Regions from separate parts of the Mus musculus genome. Here region 2 is linked to region 1. Evidence: chromatin contacts called from public HiCAR-type data. All regions are on one chromosome and are shown on one strand. Each heading gives the region's core, a stretch centred on a gene start, on an enhancer-like site or on the middle of the called end of the contact. The rest is flanking DNA. Distances are from core to core; before and after follow the strand shown. Region 1 holds the start of Rasd2 (RASD family, member 2). Region 2 holds the start of Arhgap10 (Rho GTPase activating protein 10).

Evidence for each region. HiCAR-type assays count read pairs that join an accessible place to other places.
Region 2: a HiCAR-type map of astrocytes shows a contact between it and region 1, with 7 times the contacts expected there. The contact joins the promoter of Arhgap10 here to the promoter of Rasd2 in region 1. A contact is called at or near these places in 2 of 39 promoter capture datasets (liver and stem cell-derived epiblast-like cells), 1 of 484 Hi-C or Micro-C datasets (embryonic stem cells) and 1 of 115 datasets of contacts at active chromatin or transcription factors (astrocytes).

What each region holds. Positions count from the first base shown.
Region 1 is chr8:75,211,024-75,217,265 of GRCm38.p6, reverse strand. Rasd2 (RASD family, member 2) reads right to left here and starts at 3,322. Exons shown (of 3, transcript NM_029182.1): 1 at 3,188-3,322.
Region 2 is chr8:77,514,614-77,520,855 of GRCm38.p6, reverse strand. Arhgap10 (Rho GTPase activating protein 10) reads left to right here and starts at 2,949. Exons shown (of 23, transcript NM_030113.2): 1 at 2,949-3,226. The coding sequence starts at 3,073. 0610038B21Rik (RIKEN cDNA 0610038B21 gene) reads right to left here and starts at 3,800. Exons shown (of 1, transcript NR_028125.1): 1 at 2,278-3,800.

The DNA of each region.
Region 1 (6,242 bases), core at 2,073-4,572:
TTCACCTTTCCTAAAAGCCCTGTTTGGTAGCCTTTGTCAATTTCCACAATGTAAACGCTCCCAGCTCCCAGCCTGAAACATGGCCTCCAAAAATGGACGTCAGAGACACACGCATGGGCCAGCTCAGCACACTGTGGACCCCAGGCCTGGCACCGGAACCATCATTCCTGGGCCAAGCCCAGCAGCGTGCCAAGCACACGCTAAGTATAGAACAACAACACTGCTGACATTTGTTTTGCAGCTAATATATATCACGGGGCTCTGAGTGCCAGGCATACATCTGCTCCATCCCTCAGTGACCCAGGGGGCAGACAATGAGGGCACTGAAGCACAGAGTCGCCAAGGTCCCAGGAAGAAGGGCCTGTCCCATGCTGTCTGTCCTGCACTCTGGGGGCCACCTCCCACCATACACATGCTTTTCTATCCAGGTCACTGTGGCTATGTCAGCCGCCCACTGGCAGTTCTTACATGTGGTGGAGTTCCGGTCCTAAAACCCTGATGTCCCCCACTGAACTGACCTGTGAGTCTGTGCTTTGAGGTTGCACTGCTGTGCATACAGAAGGTGCTCAATAACTGATCCCTGACATGAGAGACATTGCAGATACTTCTGCAGGCATCAGGCTCACCCAAACTTCTCACTAGCCTGCTCTCAACCTGCTCTGGCTATGAGGACTTCTCCCTTCACCCAGTCTACCTGTCTGGCTCCTGCTGCTGTGCTGAGAAGAAACCACCGGAGACCTATGGCTTAGTTTCGCCCACCCAGTCCTTCTGCAGGGAGGAGGGCTGCTGAGCCTCTCATTAGATGGAAGACAAGGAGTGAGCCAGCAGACCCCAGGGATGTCTCCTTGTCCCAGCTTCTAGCCAGGCCTCCCAAGACACAATGAATGAAAGGAGAGAGTCAGAGAAACAAGGCAGAGTCAGAGGGCAGCAGGGAATCAGAGAGAGGAGGAAGGGAGAGACAGGAATGAAGGAAGAGAGAAAACAGAAGACTCACGGAGGGAGGGGGTGCGGCATGGAGTTAGAAATAAGAGCCGGAGGATCAGAGAGGGGTGGAGACAGGCGAGGAGAACCTATGGCTTTCTCTGCTGACAGACCTAGTCTTTTCACATGGCTTCAGCCACGTGGGGCAGTGTGAGGCACCCAGATACCTGGAAGCCAGGTGACAGAGCATCTGTGGCTCCACCTCCACAGGAGACTGAGGGAAGCCCTAAAGCCCTGTAGGCAGAGTCTCCCCTGCCACCTGCCCATCTCACTCTGCTCCTCAGCTGGCTAACTCCACAGTGGGCAAAGACAAATCCTAAATGCCAGAGTGGGGTTTGGGGCAGGGGAATGAAAGGGTTGAATAAGCCTGAAGCCTGCAGAAGCATCTGCAATGTCTCTCATGTCAGGGATCAGTTATTGAGTACCTTCTGTATGCACAGCAGTGCAACCCCAAAGCACAGACTCACAGGTATGCATTCAGTGGGGACATCAGGGTTTTAGGACCAGACCTCCACCACATGTAAGAACTGCCAGTGGGCGGCTGACACAGCCACAGTGACCTGGACAGAAAAGCATGTGTATGGTGGGAGGTGGCCCCCCAGAGTGCAGGACAGACAGCATGGGGCAGGCCCTCCTTCCCAGCAGCCAACCTTGGTGGTCTAGAGAGAAGTGGGGAACTGAATGTATGAAGAGGGACCTGGATGTAAGCAGAGTGCTGGAAGGTACCTCAAAGATAGAAGTGGGGCTGTCCCCAGAAATAGTGCCCATCATCCCTAGGCATGTCATGCTGGGGCTGCCTTATTCTTATGAGACGCTCTGCAGGAACAGATGGGGACTCTAGTTCTCAGGAAAGTTGAGTGGCTGCCCGAGTCCAATCTCACCTCTTCAAAACACCACTCCCACCCCTCTAGTGGCTTCAACTAGTCTTCTCCTAATAGCTCTGACTCAGTGGAGCCCCAGTTGGCACTGGACAGGGAATGACTCTGTGATCCATGTTATAGTCCTGTTTCCTCTCTCCCTCTAGGCAGCTGGGGTGGCATCCTGCCCAGGACTCTGCATACCCTGCCAGCAGCTCACAAGCAGTGCAACTGTGGGCCATTCACCCTTGTGTCTGCCCCAGTGCTTGATGGGAGCTGAACAGGTACAGATTGGTCAGGATGAGTTCCTTGGGTGCACCCCAGAGCCAGGTTCACTACACTACCTGCCACACCTGTGTGCACATCCCAAGCCTCTTAGGACTGACACGCTGTAGTCCTGACTCCTCCCCTAGGCTCTGGGGAGTCTCAGGAGCTTTACAAAGCCACCCTTCCCATCCTGGGGATGTCAGGAGGGCAGAGAACAGGGGGCATCTGTTTCTGGATGATCAGCTGTGTCAGCACAGAACCTCTGAGTGATCTGGTTTGTGCACTCAGCTCACCTCTCTGTTAAACGTTGGGTAGAAACAAACGCAACACGGTCAGGTACCCAGAAACCTTTCCAATACAAGACTCTTTTCTTTGGGCAGTCTCTCTGAGTAGTCATGAGCCACCCGGCTGCTCCCAGCCCCGTGGACGACTTGCAGGGACTCTTTTTTGTCCCTCTGAGGCTTAGGAGGAACCTGAATCAGAGAGTCCAAAGCCGGTCGTTGCTCCAGACCCTAGTCTAGCTTCCAGGAGGTCCAGGACAATCCAATACCCTTCCTCATCCTTCGTGGACTGGTGGCAGAGGTGGGCAAGAGAGTGTGGCTCAGAGGCCCCACACACTGGCCACTTGAGTTCAGGAAACCATGGTAGCAAGGAAACATTGCAGGAAATGCTCCAAAGCTCAAGGGACGCTAGGATAGGTTAAAGGACCCCTGATCATTCTTGCTTGAGGTTTTATCTAGGGAGGGTAACTGCCTCTTCCTCTTGAGTCTCAGTTTCCTCCTTTTAAAGTGGACTGTCTCTTGGTCTAAAAGAAAGCTCCCAGGGACAAACGGAGCACACAAGAGCTCAATAAATCCACTTTCCTACGCTATGTAAGGGGCTAAAGACCACCAGAGGTAGTAGGCTAGGCATCTAGTGAGCTTAATGCTCTACGTGTATAAAGCATCTCAGCACGTAGAGGGTACAGTTTAAGTTTCCTTTGTCATAAAATGCCAGCGTCACCGAGCTTGCGTCCCTCTACTGAGCCGGCTGCCCCACTCCACCTAGCTACCTCTCCTGTTCTATTGGGATGTCTCCCTTACCTGAGAACAGCGGGACGGACCCCGAGCACGGCTTGGAGGGCTCCCTGGAAGCTCCTGGAGGTGCGGGGAGCCGCCTGCCGCTCCGACCGCTGAGTCTCCCGGCGTCTGCGGGGGCTCCAGGGTCACTGCGTACGGATCCTCCTGCGCGCGGCGCCCGGAGCTGGGCTGAGCGCGACAGGGCGAGGAGGCCCGCGGATCAGGGGATGATGACCCATGGGTGGGCTCCGAGGGCTCGGCGGGGCTGGGGCGCTGGGCTGGCTCCGGCTCGCCGCCGGCGGCCCTGCCCTGCCCCGACAGGGGGGACTCCGGTTGAGCCAGGTGCTCGAAGGTTTGGGGACGTCCAGTACGGGGTGCCCCCGCCTGGAGCTCCGCGCTGAAGGGGAAGGGGCACGACTCCGGGGATATAGAAGCGAACCCCGGAGACTCAGGAGGACTTTTGGGGGTGACGATCGGCCTACGAACCCGCCTGGCAGCTTACGTTACCTCCTTCTCTGGACGCAAAGCGGGTGGCCGCGTGCAGGGTAGAGGGGTTTGTGCGCCGGGCCGTCCTTCCCGGCTGCCCTCAGTCGGGCAGCCGACCCTCGCGGAAAGGACCGCCGCTTGCTCCTCGCCCGACGCCGCTAGCTGCGCTCAGCGCGCAAGTGGGAGGGGGCCTCGAACGCCGCCCCGAAGCTCAGCAGCTCCAACTTCGCCTGAAGCCCACGTCGCTCCGCACTGTGCCTCCTCTCCCCAAGCGAGGAGAAGTTTCTTAGGGTGGGTTCCTCCCTCGTGCTCTCCCGGTGGCTCAAGCTCGGGCTCCAGATGCGCAACCTACGCCTACCTCGGGCCCTGGCGCGCGCTACGTCCCGAGCCCACCTGCCCAGCGCCGCCGCCTGGGCTCTGCCGCCTGCACCCCGCCCCCGCCATGAGCAGCCAATCAGCGGCGGGTCCCGCGGCCAGGTCCCGCCTCCGCCCCACCCCAGTCTAGGAGCCGCGGCAATCTGCGGCTACGCGTGCCCGGGCGCGTGGGGCTGGGGCCGCGGGGGAGGAGGGCTATCCCGAGGCTTCGGCCACGCGCACCGTGACCGGAAGACCGTAAGGCACGGGCCTGGGAGGCTGACACTGAGCACGCACTCGCCCGCAAGCCAGCCCAAACTGTGGGAACCCGCTCCTGACCTCCCAACCTCGCCCTGAGCGAACCTCCACCCCCTCCGATGCCCACCTACGTTCGCCGGGAGCCCGGTCCAGGCCGCGGCTTCCATTGCGAACGCTTGGCCTGCGGAGCACATGGGCGGCACACGTGCAGCCACGAGGGGCCCTGAATCACCTTGGGTAATGGAAGCAGCTCAGAGTGAACTCTATGGAGAGACCTCCTCTGGCTTGGTGGGACCTAGTCTTCCCGTCCCTGACAGAGCCAGAGCGTGCTATCCTAGGGAGCGCTTTGAACCAAGCCAGACATCAGGCGTTCTTGCTTCCACGGGCCACATATTTCTTAATGTTTTCTTTAATCCAAGACCCGCTACCCCCAACACATTTTTCAGTCTCATTAATGTCATTGCCTTACATGGGAAGCCTGTGTCCCAGGCCATAAATAGAAGGTTAGTATAAAACAAGCCCGAAAACAAAGCAAGGCCTCTGAACTGCAGCTGGAGCCTGCCTTTATCCAGGGAGATGTGCGGGCGAGGCTTGGAAGGGGTGGAAGTTCTTTCGCCCAAAGCAGACATTTTTCTACGGACTCCTTTAGGTGGACCAGAAAGAAGTAGGTGCTGTGTTCCCTTCAATTCCTGGTCCTGCGCATAGGGAATGTCTCCTTTGTGGGACAGCCTTCTCTGGGAGCTGTGTGTGTCATAGGCAGGAAAGCCTGGGTGAGAGCTCTGTGCTCCAGTTCTGTCGCTCACCACCCAAATGTTCCTCCCTGGACCAGTTGTGGAAGTCTCTGGTCCATGCTTGGGTTATTTTTGAATGAGCATCAATACTGCCAAGTCCATTGAGTAACAAAATCGTTAACATGGCCTTGGGCTTAAAACACAGGAAATGGGTTGCTCATCAAACATTAAAGTATCTTGACATCCTCCAGGAATACTATATGAGAGAAGATGCATCGGGATGGGGGAGGGGCCAGGAAGAGGTGGTTTGCCGGTCCCCTTGGGCCGGGGTTTAAGGCCTAAGTCTAGGCTTCAATGTAGCTAAGAGACTTGCCCAAGGTCACCAGTAGCAAACAAATGGCAAAATCCTAGTCCTGTGCCCTTTCCCAAACCAGACTTGACTTCTAGGAACTAGCTTTAGCCCGGAGAGTTTGCACTGGGCCTGACGCACAGAGCCTGTGAGCTTGGCAGCAGGAGGCAGCCAGAGCAGGGTGCCTCAGCTGGAAGGCTGCAGCTGGGAGGACTCAGGCCACCAAGCAACTTTCCACCCTCCACTTGGGAGTGTGGCAGGTGGCCAGCTCTGAGCTGGCACAGGAACCCAATCCTTGGGCTTTCAGCCAAGTCCTCCTCGATGAGTGGGTCACACCCCAGTGACCAGATCCAGATCCACATTGGGCTGGCAATGCACATGTTGTTGCCTGGCCCTGGGGACCCACCTGACCCTGCTTCAGCCTGGTTTAAAAAAAAAAAAAAAAATTAGCTCAGCTACCAGGCAGGTGCACAGAAATCTTCCACATCCAGGAACACTTCATGGAGCCCACCAACATGTACCCAAGTTCGTCCCCTTCCCTACACTCAGGTCTCTCCGGATGGACCACGTGTTGAAGCCTCCTCCTCCTTTGTACTCCCTAAGGCTCCCTCTCTTCCCTGAACCTAAAACTTCTTTTTAACACATACACACTTTAAATTTATTTATTCTTCTCTCATACAATACATTCCAAATACAGTCTCACCTCCCACCAAACCTCTCTACCCCCCTCCGCATCACTCCTCTTCCCCCCCCCCCCAATCTACTGTTCCTCCATTTCCCTTGAGAAAAGAGCAGGCTTCCCAGTGATATAACCAAGCATGACATAACAAGATGCAATAAAACTAGGCACAAACTGTCATATCCAGGTTGGGCAAGACTACCCAGTAGGAGGGAAAGTCAC
Region 2 (6,242 bases), core at 1,700-4,199, 2.3 Mb before region 1:
GGGCTGAGGTCCTTTGATCTGTTCTCCTTTTTCTCCCCAGAATGCTCTTTGGGAGCCAAGCTATACCGTAAGGTTACATACTTTTTTTTTTTTTTAAAGATGTATCTATTTATTTAGTGTATGAGTACGCTGTAGTTGTCTTCAGACACACCAGAAGAGGGCATCAGATCACATTGCTCTTAACCCCTGAGTCATCTCACCAGCCCCGTAAGGTTACCTAAGTGTAGAATAGCACTTTCCAAGGCATTATGGTATTGTTAAGACGGCTGTCTACTGGGCTGGAGAGATGGCTCAGTGGTTAAGAGCACTGACTGCTCTGTCCCCATTGTCACCTTGGAGAGTTAAAGCTATGCTACTTCTTTCCTGATAGCTTTCCTATAGACTGTCAATCTCCATAAAGCTACAAGAGAGAGATCTCAAGGCAGCTCATACCACCACCATGCTTAAAGGCCTGCAGCAGCACGGGTGACACCTGCCTAGGAGGCTCCTCACACCTGGGCCCTGTCCATACTTCTCCACAGCCACGAACGCACGTTCTGTCTCAGCGAGTTTTTCTGACCTGGATATGTTGTATGAGCAGATGACATTACGGGTGGCTCTCTTGGCATTGTGAGTCCACAGTTCATTGTTCTGTAGCACATGGCATCCTGACTCTCTTTTTTCCCTCGTGGCTTAATTTTGCATTGGTGGCTATTTGGGTTGACTCCATTTTGGGCTATCAGTGGATGTTTTCATTCTCCACCCACCTTCGTGCTCATTCTGTATTGATCCTCTATGTTGAACTCTTTGAGGAAGCCTCTGCAATCTTTCTTTTGGAGGGTATGCCCAGTTGCTTTAAGAAAATTATTTTGTGTGTGTGTGTGTTTGTGTGTGCATGTGTATGTGTGTGTGTGTGTGTGTGTGTGAGAGAGAGAGAGAGAGAGAGAAAGAGAGAGAGAGAGAGCACATATAAGCACAGGTGTGGATAAAGGCCAGAGCACAACTTTTGGGAGTGGTGTCTCTTTCTACAATGTGGGTTGGCTTGGAGACAGACATTATTCATTGAGTAATCTAGCTTGTTGACTTAGTTACAGTCCTGTGACACACTGACCAAGGTGATTTATAAAAGAACATCTACTTGGGGGCTTATTTACAGTTTCAGAGGGTTAGTCTATGCCCATCATGGCGTTTAGCATGGTGGCAGGCAAGCAAGGCATGGTGCTAGAGCAGTAGATGAGAGCTTACATCTTAATTCACAAGAATGAGGCAGAGAAAGACAGTTTGGGCTTTTAAAACCTGAAAGCCAACCTGCAGGCAAACCTTTTCCAGTAAAGCCATGCCACCTACCCCTCCCTCCCCCCCACCCAACAGTTCCACACTAGGGACCTAACATTCAAACAGAGAAGCCCAATCCTGTGTGGGAATCATTCTTATTCAAGCCAATACTCCCCCACTCCCACCCCCACCCCCAGCTTTGTTTGTGAGACAGGATCTTGCTATGTAGCCCTGCCTGGCCTCATACCAGGTAGTCCAGGTTGGCCTTAAACTCTCTATCCTCTTGCCTCAGCTTATGGGATCGAGGATTACTGCAGCCTCAGACCATATTCCTGCCTGGGTTTAGGGTTTTGTTTCTGCAGAGCCTGGAGTGTGTTTCGCTCTTTTGCCAGGCCCTAATTCAGTCTCCAGTTTTTCCCTCCCCCTTGCCTCTTTCTTTCCTCGGTAGACTCCTTGCTGATTTTAGTAGGAAATGAACCTTTCAAACTGCCTAGGAGTTATTGGTAAAAGTCTTTTGAAGTCTGAGGATGGACATTAAAGTGGCCTCATCTGTGGCACTCAAATGGTGCTGTTATTTAACAGAGTTTATAGAGTAGGCATATTTAGATGCTTCCCAGAGGGTTAAGACTCCTCCTACAGCTCACGGGCCAAACAAACTCTTAATTACTGCACTCAGTCGGAACGTTTTTAAAGAATCACTTTGAAGTTTCCTGGTACTATTACCATCATTAAACCTTTACATGTAAACATGTGTTGTGAGTTTGTGAAAAATGTATGCCATGTGTGCACCTGGCACATGTTAATTGCTTAAAAATTGCTAGTTGATAAAGTGTCTCCAGTGTAAGATTTGCTGTATACATTTGAGGAAGGTATTGAGTTCTGCTTTAGAACGCATGGAATAGGAAAGGAGTTTTGTGGGCGCACTGACACGAATTCACACTTGTCCACGCAGCCTCCCATGGTGAAAAACCACAAAAAGTCTGGCATTTACTTTCGGCGGGCTATTTTTAGCAGATCGCCTCTCCTACCCGTGTAAATTTAATCTCCAGAATAGAACACAAGCAGGGTCAACGCGGTTTAGCCACACGCTCCCTTGTCCTAAGCCATTCAGTATGGACACGAAGAAAAATGTTCTAGAATCTGTAGAGTCCACGCTGAGTTGGAGACGTTAAGCATTCCCGCGAAGGCAGCTGATTAGACAAGGAGAGAGAGCACCCGGCGTGCGAGCCCTTGCACAGCGAAGCACCCTTCCTTCGGTACACAGATAAAATGAGTCAATCATTTCCACCCGCCCCGACTTTTAAGTCGTCTGATCTCGGGGACCGAGGCCTGCTATTACAAACCCACCATCCCGTTCGGTCAGGCGTCCACTTCGGGGACCAGCCTGAGTCACCTGGACCTTGTGAGCCGAGATCGGGGAGGTGCAGGCGTCCGGGGGTGGAGGGCACAGACTACGTTCTCCATCGCCGCTGCCTCGGAAGGAAGAGGAGGGGCGACTGCGCGTGGGGAAGAGAAGGAAGAGGCGTTCGGGGAAGGGCAGGGAGGAGGAGAGCCGAAGGCGCCCGGGCGGGAGAGCAGGGGCGTGCGGGCGGGGGCGGGGCGGGGCGGGCGCGCCCGAGGCGGGGCGGGGCCGGGCGGCGGCCTCTGCTGCTGCCGGGGGCTGCCGGGATTGGGGAGCTGCGCCGCGTACTCTCCAGGGTCGCTGGGCTGGGCTGGACATGACCGTGCTGCGCTCGCCGCGCGCTCAGCCCTGCTAGCCGCTCGCTGCCGCCGCCTGGGAGCCCAGCTCGGCCTGCGCCCGCGCGCACCGCCGCAGTCATGGGGCTGCAGCCCCTGGAGTTTAGCGACTGCTACCTCGACAGCCCGTGGTTCCGGGAGAGGATCCGCGCGCACGAAGCGGAGCTCGAGAGGACCAACAAGTTCATCAAAGAGCTCATCAAAGACGGCAAGAACCTCATCTCTGCCACCAAAAGTAAGCGGGGTCCTGTTCGCGTTCGGGCTGCGGCGTGGCGAGGAAGGCGGGAGGATCGTCTTCCCCGGCCAAGTGGGATGGCTCAGTGCTCCTAAGACCGGGCTGGAGGAATAGGCGATTCCTTAGGGGATAAGATAAGCTCCAGGGCATTCCTCTCCCAGGAGGTTCGGGCGCGTTCCTTTCCCCGATCCTGGCCCTCGGTGGCGCGGGAGCGAGGAGCTGTGCGTGGGAGCTGCCCCGGGGCTCCCGCCTGGCCCAGCTGAGCACGCTTTGGCGCCGGCCGGAGCGAATGGAGGCTCTGCTCCGGAGTCAGGTTTTACTGCGCCCTAACGCTGCTTCCAGTCTCCCGCAAAATAGAGACATCAATCAGTTTGATAGTTTTGTCTCCTAACATTTCCAAGTAATTTTTTTTGGAAATGCTTTGGGACTCTGCCTGTAGTTGATATCGTCAAAAGTCCTTTAAGTTACACCTCTTATGTATCCCCTTTCTGCCTTGCGCGACAGCACCGACCTACGTCCCTCGTGAGCTAAACCAGAAAGTCTACCTGGCTTTGTGCTGCCTTCTGCACATTCCTCTGTCTTGTGCTGAGGCGGGTTCAAAGATTAGGGGTTGAAAGGGTCAGTGGGCAGACTGCTCCAGGTTCTGGCCTGCGAGAAGTGCCTGTGAGTAGGAAATTCTACTCTTCATGCTCGAAGCTGGCCACCTCAGTTCCATCTGTATTCAAACAAGCAAGCTAACACACCCTCAAGCCACCTCTGAAGACAACAGAAAGAGAGGTGTATCGAAGCTGTAGTGAGTCTTAGGAGTAGAGGCTGGTTGAAATTTGTGCAGAAACGGTTGTAATGTTCTATAAATGGGCGTTCTCCAGGACCAGGTGCTGGCATCCAGGCCACCCTGGAACCCTGAATTCATTCCTTGAGTTATTGCGAACACCCCTTTCCCTCCTTAAAAGGCCTGATAGTGCAGGAGCCAAGCATAGGTGCTCTACCTATCCTCTTGGGTTGGTTAGGTTCCCTGGCTCAATACTCTCCATCTCTGGGCGTTTATTCCATTTGTTTGTAGACAGCACCCCTGGAAAAAACACCCCAGGTACATTTTCACCCCACCGTTTTGTGTCCAGGAAGATTAAAACGTACTGAGTGTACATTCTCATCCACCCAATCAAGTGCCTGGCCTAGTTAATATTCACTTAATGAATGAGTTGAAATATTTTTTTTAATGGGAAGAATTTAGTGGAGCCATCCCTGTAATTTGGGAAGCAAGTCGCTCAACTTCTCTGGACCATCTCCAAGGTTCCTTTGGTTCTGTGACCTCTTCCGTATTTCAAAGTTGGGACTGGAAATCACTTTTTTGATGAGTGGGTTATTTGCTTGGTGGCTGTGCAGGCCTTTGGCTTTGAGGTTTTCTGTTCTAGGTGGGAAACAGAGGGAGAGTCAGTAAATGTGGAGAAATGACCAGAGGCAGGGAGGTGTGCGGACATCCATGGACTGGGAAGTGGATGTGTAGGATTCCATGGCCAGTGTTCAGCATCAGTAGATGAGGACATACGTGTACCTATTCTTTAAAAACTGTGTGTGTGCTTTTGAGCCATTGTACGCGTGGGAGGTCAGAGGACAGCTTCGGAGCTGGACCTTCCTTTCCGTGTCTATGTGGGCTCTGGGGTTCGGGTGTCAGGCATCTCCCAGTCTGGTCTGTTGGCTAGTAGCTTCCTTTGAAGCTAGGGAGATTAGGAGAGGGGCAGATGGCAGTCAGTTTGGCCATAGGTAGAAAGCTATTTCTGTGACTGCATGTTAGCTGCTCCACTGGCAGGAAGCATGCCTCACGTCCCTGAGGCAGCCAGTGTGTGTGTGTGTGTGTGTGGGGGGGGGGGGGGGGGCTAGTTTTCCTCCTCCTCAGAAGGTAGACCTTCTGGAATTTGTGACTTGTGTTTTAATCCTTGTGCGTATGATTAAAGATGAGACACAAAATGGATGATCTCATTTAAGGGAGCAGCCAGACAGCGCTATCTTTTCTATCCTTATCCTTAACTTTACACTCTTCCCCTCAAGAATAAAAGGGTTGGTGTACACCATTTTGGCAAGTTGGAAAGACCCTGGCCTTTTCCCACTTGGCACATTAAAGTTGTCTCCTAGTTCTTAGGAGAGATTGAAAGGCTGGGCTTCATCAGGAGAACTGGCGATGGTTTTCACTGTGGGGTCTGGCTTGGCGGGGCGGGTAGTGCAATTCTTGCCATGCTTCCCCCATGGCCCTTCTTGGCAGCACAAGTCAAGTTCCCTCGAATTTGGAAACCTGCGGATGAGGTCACTTAACCAGTTGTCTTTCCGGAACTGTGGAGTCTAGAGTCTAGAAAGGACTTTTCGTTAGGGGAAGGGTCTGCAGAAAGAGCAGTTATCAAACTGGGCAAGATTGCCAGGTCGCCTGTTTCTTGGTGTTTTATAATTTGGTTTGCAGTTACTCTGTGCCTTTTGTGTTTTTCTTTGGGTGGTGCATTTAAGTGATTTCTGTTCTTCATTGGCCTGCAAGGCACCTTGACTTGTCATTCGAATGTCTTGAAGCTTTTTTTTTTTTAATTCTTCCATAAATATTTAAGGGAGCTGGGGTCCTGTAGGGCCTGAAGGCCTGTTGGTGAGTTCTGTGGCCGCAGGAGGTAGCTTCGACAGTTTGATGCTCTTGACACCACAGAGAAGTCCTGTCTTTACGGATGGTTTCGGCACTTAATCTGAGCAACAGTTTTGAACTATCTGTACTCTGCCAAGCTCTTGAAATAAAGGATATGAAACGATACAAGTCGAGCCTGGGCTGTGGAAGTGAACTCCTGCAGTCATAGAAGTTTGGAGGCCAATGTAGGAGGATTCCTGGCTTGGGGTCACTTTGGGTTACAAAGTGAGACCCTATTTTAAACAAGCAAACAAACAAACAAACAAAAACCAATTAAACTGTGGAGCGGCTGGAGCGAGAGCCAGGTCAGCACTTGAGCACATACTGCTCTTCCAGAGGGTCAGAGTTGGATTCCTA